Regions from separate parts of the Anser cygnoides genome. Here region 1 is linked to region 2. Evidence: chromatin contacts called from public Hi-C data. All regions are on one chromosome and are shown on one strand. The core of a region is the stretch at or near the end of the contact, and the rest is flanking DNA. Distances in the headings are between cores, read along the strand shown. Region 1 holds the start of CYB5D2 (cytochrome b5 domain containing 2). Region 2 holds the start of EIF4H (eukaryotic translation initiation factor 4H).

Region 1 (3,360 bases), core at 627-3,126, 370 kb after region 2:
CTGAACTGAGAGAGGTACACAACTAAACAGGTCTAGTAGGAAGTGACTGTTCAAAGTCAGTTTAATGTAGCTTTAAGAGAAAACTGTTGTGGCAATAGCCTGAGAGACGGGCTGCAAAACAGTCTGAAAAACATGAGTTGATCCTTGGATTCCTGATAGGTGAGAAAGCCTGCCTGAATGCTGCCAGCAGTCCCAGTGGGATTTCTGGCTTGCTTCCCTGAGAACAGGTTGATCACGTGCACGTGTGGCAACTTCTGAAACATGATTTTGTTTCCAGTGCAACAAGAGTTTGTCTCAGAAACAAATTTCCTGGAAGTGCCAACTATAAGGAGGAAATTTTATTTTCCTTTTGCCCACTTACCAGGTCAGTGAGCAGAGCTCCTCTCTGCTACCTCCCACTTGAAAACACTGACCAGCCAAGCCTGCACCTGTGTATTCATCCAGCCTGCATGGAGGCTTTCAGCTCCTGCTGAACCAGCAGAGGAAACCTCTATTCACACAGCAGCAGCGGTTAAACCTGGCACAGCGGAGAACAGCACCACTGCTCGTTGCAGGTTGGCTCTGCTTCTGCCAGAAAGCACAGCCGCAGGAATGCAGACAGGGGAAGGGACCAGGGCTGCCATATCCCAGCCATGCCAGCCCTCAGCACGTTAGGATCAACCTATGGTTTTCTGTGGGGAAGTCACTAGAGCTCACCCAAGACTACAGAGCCTGGTGGCTGAAGGAGCCAGAACGTCTTCCCATGCCACTCCTGCTATGACAGAGCTCGGGGTGTCCAAGCAAAGGGGCAGAAGCGCTCTGCTCTGCTCCAAAGGCTCCGAGCACAACGGCAGGAAAGCCGAATTTACCTCTGCCTGGAGCACCAGAATCGGCTGCCCTTGGCAGAGCTCCACTCCGAGTTGCAGGGTGGAAACTGCTCCTTCCTGCGGTCACTTTCTGCTTTCAGCTTCAGGCCTTCTTCCATCGCTGCCTCAGCCTGCCGCAGGGCTTCTGTCGGTGCCCCGTTTTCATCATAGAACCTGCCCACCAGCTTCCCTTGGAGAGAGGAGTATCGATTAAGACCGTAATATGGAAACAAGGAAAAGCAAGGAATATGACCGGTTTATATTGTTGCTAATTAAAGAAAAAAGAGAACTACACCAGAGGATTTTCCCAGGAGCCCCATTTTACAGCAGGCCTGGGCTTACACCCCTCCCATTTTTTGGCCTCACAGTGATGTACCCACACTAACAAACCCCTGCAGGACGAGCTCAGGACCCCTCACAGACCCCAAAGGGCACTTCCAGACACAAACCCCCCCCATCCTCCCAGCCCCTGCCCCTCGCTCCCACCGCAGCTCCCATCCCCTCAGCGCTCTCCCCGTTCCCCCCTCACAGCGCCCGGCGGGGCGCAGCCCCGGGAGCCCCGTCCCTACCCACGAAGGCGTAGCGGCCGCTGTAGAAGTCCATCCAGCCGCGGAGGGCGGCCAGCTCCGCCGGGGTCAGCGCCGAGACGTCGTCCACCAGGCCCGCGGGGCTGAAGTCGCCGGTGGCGAGCGCCCTGCTCGCGTCCCTCCCTGCGGGCGGCCAGGGCCGGACGGTCAACCCCGCGCCCCCTCACACACACACACCCCGGAGCCGGCCCCACGCACCTGCCAAGCCCTCGTACGCCCCGCCGGGACCGTAGTGCTTGCGGCCGCTCTGCACGTCGAAGACCCGGCCCAGCAGGGCGAGGTAGAGGCCGGGCTCGCCCTCAGCGCCGCGGTGCCGCCGCAGCTCGGCCGCGCTCAGCAGGCGGCCGCGGGGCTCGAACCCGCGACCCAGCAGCCAGGCGGCGCCCAGGCACAGCGCGGCCGCTACCGCCGCGCCCCTCCACATGGCCGCTCTTTGCGACGCTTTCCGCGCCGCACGGCGGTGTGGCGCCGCGCCGCCCTCCCTCCCCGCCGGGTGTCGCGCGGAAGAGCGGCGCGGCCGGGCGGGGAGGGGTTTGCGACACCGCGCCGCGCTTGGCGGCAGTGTGGCGGGGCCGCCGCCGGCCGGGCGCTGACAGGTGCGGCCGGGCCGGGAAGTTGCTGACTAAGGCGGGCCGGGCCGGGCCGGGCCGGGCCGGGCCGGGCGGGGCGGCGGGGCGAGGAGCAGGAGGGCGAGAAGCGGCAAGCGGCGGCAGGAGGAGAAGGAGAAGGGGCAGGGACAGCCGGGCCGCGCCGCCGGGAGGGCTCTATGGGGACGGCGGGCAGCCGCAGCAGCGAGGAGGAGGAGGAGGGAGCCGAGGAAGGCATGGAGGGGGCGGCCGCCGCGCCTCAGCCCGGTTCCCCCTTCCCGGCCGCCGCCGCCCCCGGCCCGGCGCCGCCGCTGCCGCCGGCCGAGGTGCTGCTGGAGCAGGGCCGGCTGCGGGAGGCCACGGCCCGGCTGCGGGAGACGGCGCTGCCCGAGCCGCTGGTGTCGCGGCACCACAGCACGCTGGTGCGCTGGCTGGAGGAGCGCCTGAGCCGCGGCGACGAGGCCGTCAGCCTGGAGCAGTTCTGCGAGGTGCTCGAGAGCGTGTCCCGCCTGGCAGCGGGCTCCCGGGGCGAGAGCGAGGAGGTGAGGGGGCTGGGGGGGGGGTAAAGGGGTGCTGATGGGGGCTGGGGGGGCTGAGAGGGGCTGGGGGGGCTGATAGGGGCTGATGGGGCCTCATAGGGGCTAGGGATGCTGAGAGGGCAGAGGGGGTGCTGTTAGAGGCTTTGGGGGGCCTCCTAGGGGCTAAGGGGGGCTTCATAGAGTCTGGGGGGCTCATAGGGGCTAGGGATGCTGAGAGGGCAGAGGGGGTGCTGCTAGAGGATTTGGGGGCCTCATAGCGGCTAAGGGGGGCTCAGATGGAGGTTCAGACTGGAAATGAGGAGACATTTCTGCTCAGGAAGAGCGGTCAGGCGTTGGGACGGGTTGCCTGGGGAGGCGGTGGAGTCACCGTCCCTGGGGGTGTTCAAGGAATGGGTAGATGTGGTACTTAGGGACGTGGCTTATCCCTGGGGGTGTTTAAGGGAAGGTTGGACGTGGTGCTTAGGGACATGGTTCAGTGGGTGATAGTGGTGGTAGGGGAATGGTTGGACCAGAGGATCTTGGAGGCCTTTTCCAACCTTAGTGATTCTAGGATTCTGTAGGGGCTGGGGGGTGCTGACAGGGGCTAGGGGGCAGTGAAGGGGCCGGGGCACCCCAGTCAGCCCCACCCAGGATCCACAGCAGGTCTGGGGCAAAGGGCTGTGCTCACCGAGGCTGGAGGCACCACGCTGCTGTCGGGCCGGCTGTCAGCCTGCTGAGGTCCCTTCCACTCGTTCCCACTCCCAGTGACCGTGCTCAGCAGCCGCTCCTCAGTTGGAGCCCGTTTACGTCGGCGGTGTGCCTG
Region 2 (3,000 bases), core at 348-2,847:
CCAGTTACTTACCAGAAACATCTGCAGAAGCATCTACTAACCAGTTCACCTTCAGTTCACCAAAGCAAGTATCTGAGTCTTGCCTGAGAGCAAGTTTAAGTACTCTATTAAAGAAATCTGAATATGGAAGTAACACTTGAACTTTTATTTTGCTACTTTACAGTAACACCTGAATTATGAGTGTCAAGTGCCACCTCAGGCAGTTGTCAATGTATCTATTACGAATTTAAGAAGTAGCAAAACTATGAATGGCTATCCCATCTGTTTGCTCGGGGAGATTTCACCTTTAGACAGAGGATATTTACACACAAAAATTAGTTTACAGAGCCTAAGTGCCAGAGATTTTCTGAATGTAAGGCAACTCACTCCTGCTACAGCCTCAGCAGTATTGCCTCCCTGCTACCTGGGCAGCCTAGAAATGAAACTCATTTACTCCTCTGACCACAGCAGAGAGTGGAACTGCTTATTAGGAAACATCTCGGAAGACTACATGACAAAAACAGCATACTCGTTAACATTTGCTTGCAAATACAGTTTATTTCGTAGTTTTATACGTGGCGTTTTAATTTAGAGCAGACTTGTACGGCACCCACCTTCAAGAAAGTTAACTACTTGCGTCTTCCTAACGTGGTTTAAGGCAAACTCTGTAGTTGCTGGTCACTGCGTCCGCAGCCCGCTCCCCCCAAACACGTGCAGTCTCCAGAGCCGAGCCGAGCCCCACGGATCCGAGGGCTGGAGCCAGCACCGGCAGCCGGGATAAGGCAGGAGAGGCCGGCAGCTCCCGGCTCTCCCCGAGCGGAGGCACCGCAGAGCCCTCCCATTTCCTCCCCGCCGCAGGCACCACAACGCCGCCCGCTCTCGGGGCCGCCGCGGCTCCCTCCCCCCCCTCCGCCGTGCCCAGCTCGTCCCGCCCGCACCGGGGCCTCGAGCCCTCCACGGGCAGCTCCCTCCTCCCGCCGCGTCCCTGCTGCAGCTCCTCACGGCCTACCTTGGCTCCGGCCCAGCACCTCCCTAAATCCCCCCCCCCGCTCCCTCCCCTCGCCTCGGGGCCGGCGGGAGCACAGCGACACCCTCCGCCTCCCGCCCCTTCCCGGCTCTCCCCAGCCACCAGGCCCCAAATTTGCTACGGAGCGAAAGGGGGGGGACGTCCCTTACCCCCTCCCAGACCACCGCAGCCGCCTCCCCGTGCCTCCACAAAGCCGAGGCGGGAGGCGAGGGGCCAGCAGGCTGCCGGAGGCGGCGCCCCCCGCCCGTCCCTGCCCCCCCCCCCCCCATCCCCACAGGGCCGAGGCCCGGCCGCGCCCCCTCCTCGCCAGGCCTACGGGGGGGGAGGCCGGAGGGGGGGGGGGGGGGGGGCGCACCCCTCCCTATCTCCCTCCCCGCTCCCTTAGGGAGGATCCCCGGTCGTTCCCCAGCCTCCCCCCGCAGCCCCGCGCTCACCCCCGGCCGCCGCCGAAGCTGCTGTAGGCCCGATCGTCGTAAGGATCGAAATCCGCCATCGCCACCTCAGCCTCCTCCCCGGGCGAGCGTGACAGGACCGCGCCCGCAGGACCCCGCGCCGCTTATATACGGCGAGGCCCCGGCCGGGGCTGCCCGCCGCGGTGCCTGTCTCCAGCTCCCCCTCTCCTCGCACCTCCAGCGGGGCTGCCCGCGCCGCTGCCTGTCGGGAAGTCGCCGTCACAGGCGGGCGTGGAGCGCGGCCCCCGCCGCCTTTGTGCCGTGGGGCCGCCGCCGCGCTGAGGGGCTGCGGCTCGCTGTGGGACGAGGGGCCGGGGGTATGGGGCGGGAGCCGAGCCGGGAGGGAAGGAGGGAGCCGCGCGAGGGGAGAGCCAGCAGGGAGCCCCTGCCGTGTGGGGGCTGAGCGCAGCGGTCGCTCTCTCAGTACTCGTCAAAAATAAATAAAAATAAAAATTAATAATAAAGGAGTTCGTGATGAGTTCTTGTTTGCACGTTTCTGGAAGCATTCAGGATCCTTCCCCCCCCTTCCCTCGACCTCCGCCGGTTCCCAAGCGCCCGCACCGCCCTCAGAGAGCCCCGCGCCTCGCTGAGGGGCTGCGGGGGAGAACCGGGGCCGGCCGCGGGGGTTTAACCGGGTGCGTCCCCTCCTCACGGCGCCCCGCTTCCCCCCGGGGCTGGGGAGGGACGGGCGGGGACGGGAAGATGGCGCTGAGGGGGGCGAGGGGGCTGAGGGGGGCGCGCCGGGTGCTGGGTGCGGGGACAGCCCCGGTGCGGGGACAACCCCCGTGTGCGGACAGAAACCGCGTGGGGACACCCCCGGTGTGGGGCCAGCCTCGGTGCGGGGCCAGCCTCGGTGCGGGGCCAGATCCGTCCCCGCTGCCCCGGAAGAGGAGGAGCGGGCAGGGGCCGGCGGCGGCGGCGGCCCCACGTGTGGCGGCGGCGGCATGGCGGAGCGGGCGGAGCGGGCGGCGGGCGGCGGCGGTGTCGCCGACCCCCGCGGGGTGCTGCGGCAGGGCCGCGCCTTCCTCGATTTCTTCTGGGACATCGCCAAGCCCGAGCAGGAGGTGCGGCTGGCGGCCACCGAGAACCTCCTGCGGCACCTGAGGGACGGCGGAAAGGTGAGGGGGGGACCGGGAGGGATGGAGAGAGGGTTGGAGGGGGGCAGGCGCGGCCGGGCCCCGCGGGGTGCTCGGTGCCTGGAGGAGCGGGGCCCCAACCGTGCCTGGATCTCTGTTTCAGGACGAAGAGATGAAGTACGCCCTCAAACGCCTGGTGGAAGGACTGGGAGCCACCCGCGAGGCCGCCCGGCCGGGCTTCAGCTTGGCCCTGGCGCAGGTCAGTGTCGGGGCCGATCGCGGGGGTCGCGCTGTGGTGGCCGTGAGGGTCCCGCAGCTCCCTGCTGGCGTCCCGTGCAGGCAGGTGGCAGGGAAGCAGCCCTTCTGCTGGGGCAGGGCCGCTGCACAGCCTCAGTGGGGCCAGCAGCGTGCCTGTAAAGGTGCCAGCTGCACCCACCGGTATCACGCTTGTGCTGCAGGATTCGGT

What was found. Hi-C and Micro-C count contacts between places; a contact is called where the count stands out from the background.
Region 1: a contact with region 2 is called in a Hi-C map of liver, with 2.2 times the contacts expected there. The contact joins the promoter of CYB5D2 here to the promoter of EIF4H in region 2. A contact is called at or near these places in 2 of 7 Hi-C or Micro-C datasets (both in liver).

Annotation. Positions count from the first base shown.
Region 1 is chr18:4,932,136-4,935,495 of Taihu_goose_T2T_genome, forward strand. CYB5D2 (cytochrome b5 domain containing 2) reads right to left here and starts at 1,877. Exons shown (of 3, transcript XM_048067920.2): 1 at 1,631-1,877; 2 at 849-1,035. The coding sequence starts at 1,856. It overlaps ZZEF1 (zinc finger ZZ-type and EF-hand domain containing 1), which reads left to right and starts at 1,994. Exons shown (of 55, transcript XM_048067902.2): 1 at 1,994-2,561. The coding sequence starts at 2,199.
Region 2 is chr18:4,562,841-4,565,840 of Taihu_goose_T2T_genome, forward strand. EIF4H (eukaryotic translation initiation factor 4H) reads right to left here and starts at 1,598. Exons shown (of 6, transcript XM_048067918.2): 1 at 1,441-1,598. The coding sequence starts at 1,499. It overlaps MYBBP1A (MYB binding protein 1a), which reads left to right and starts at 2,367. Exons shown (of 27, transcript XM_048067905.2): 1 at 2,367-2,576; 2 at 2,698-2,793. The coding sequence starts at 2,403.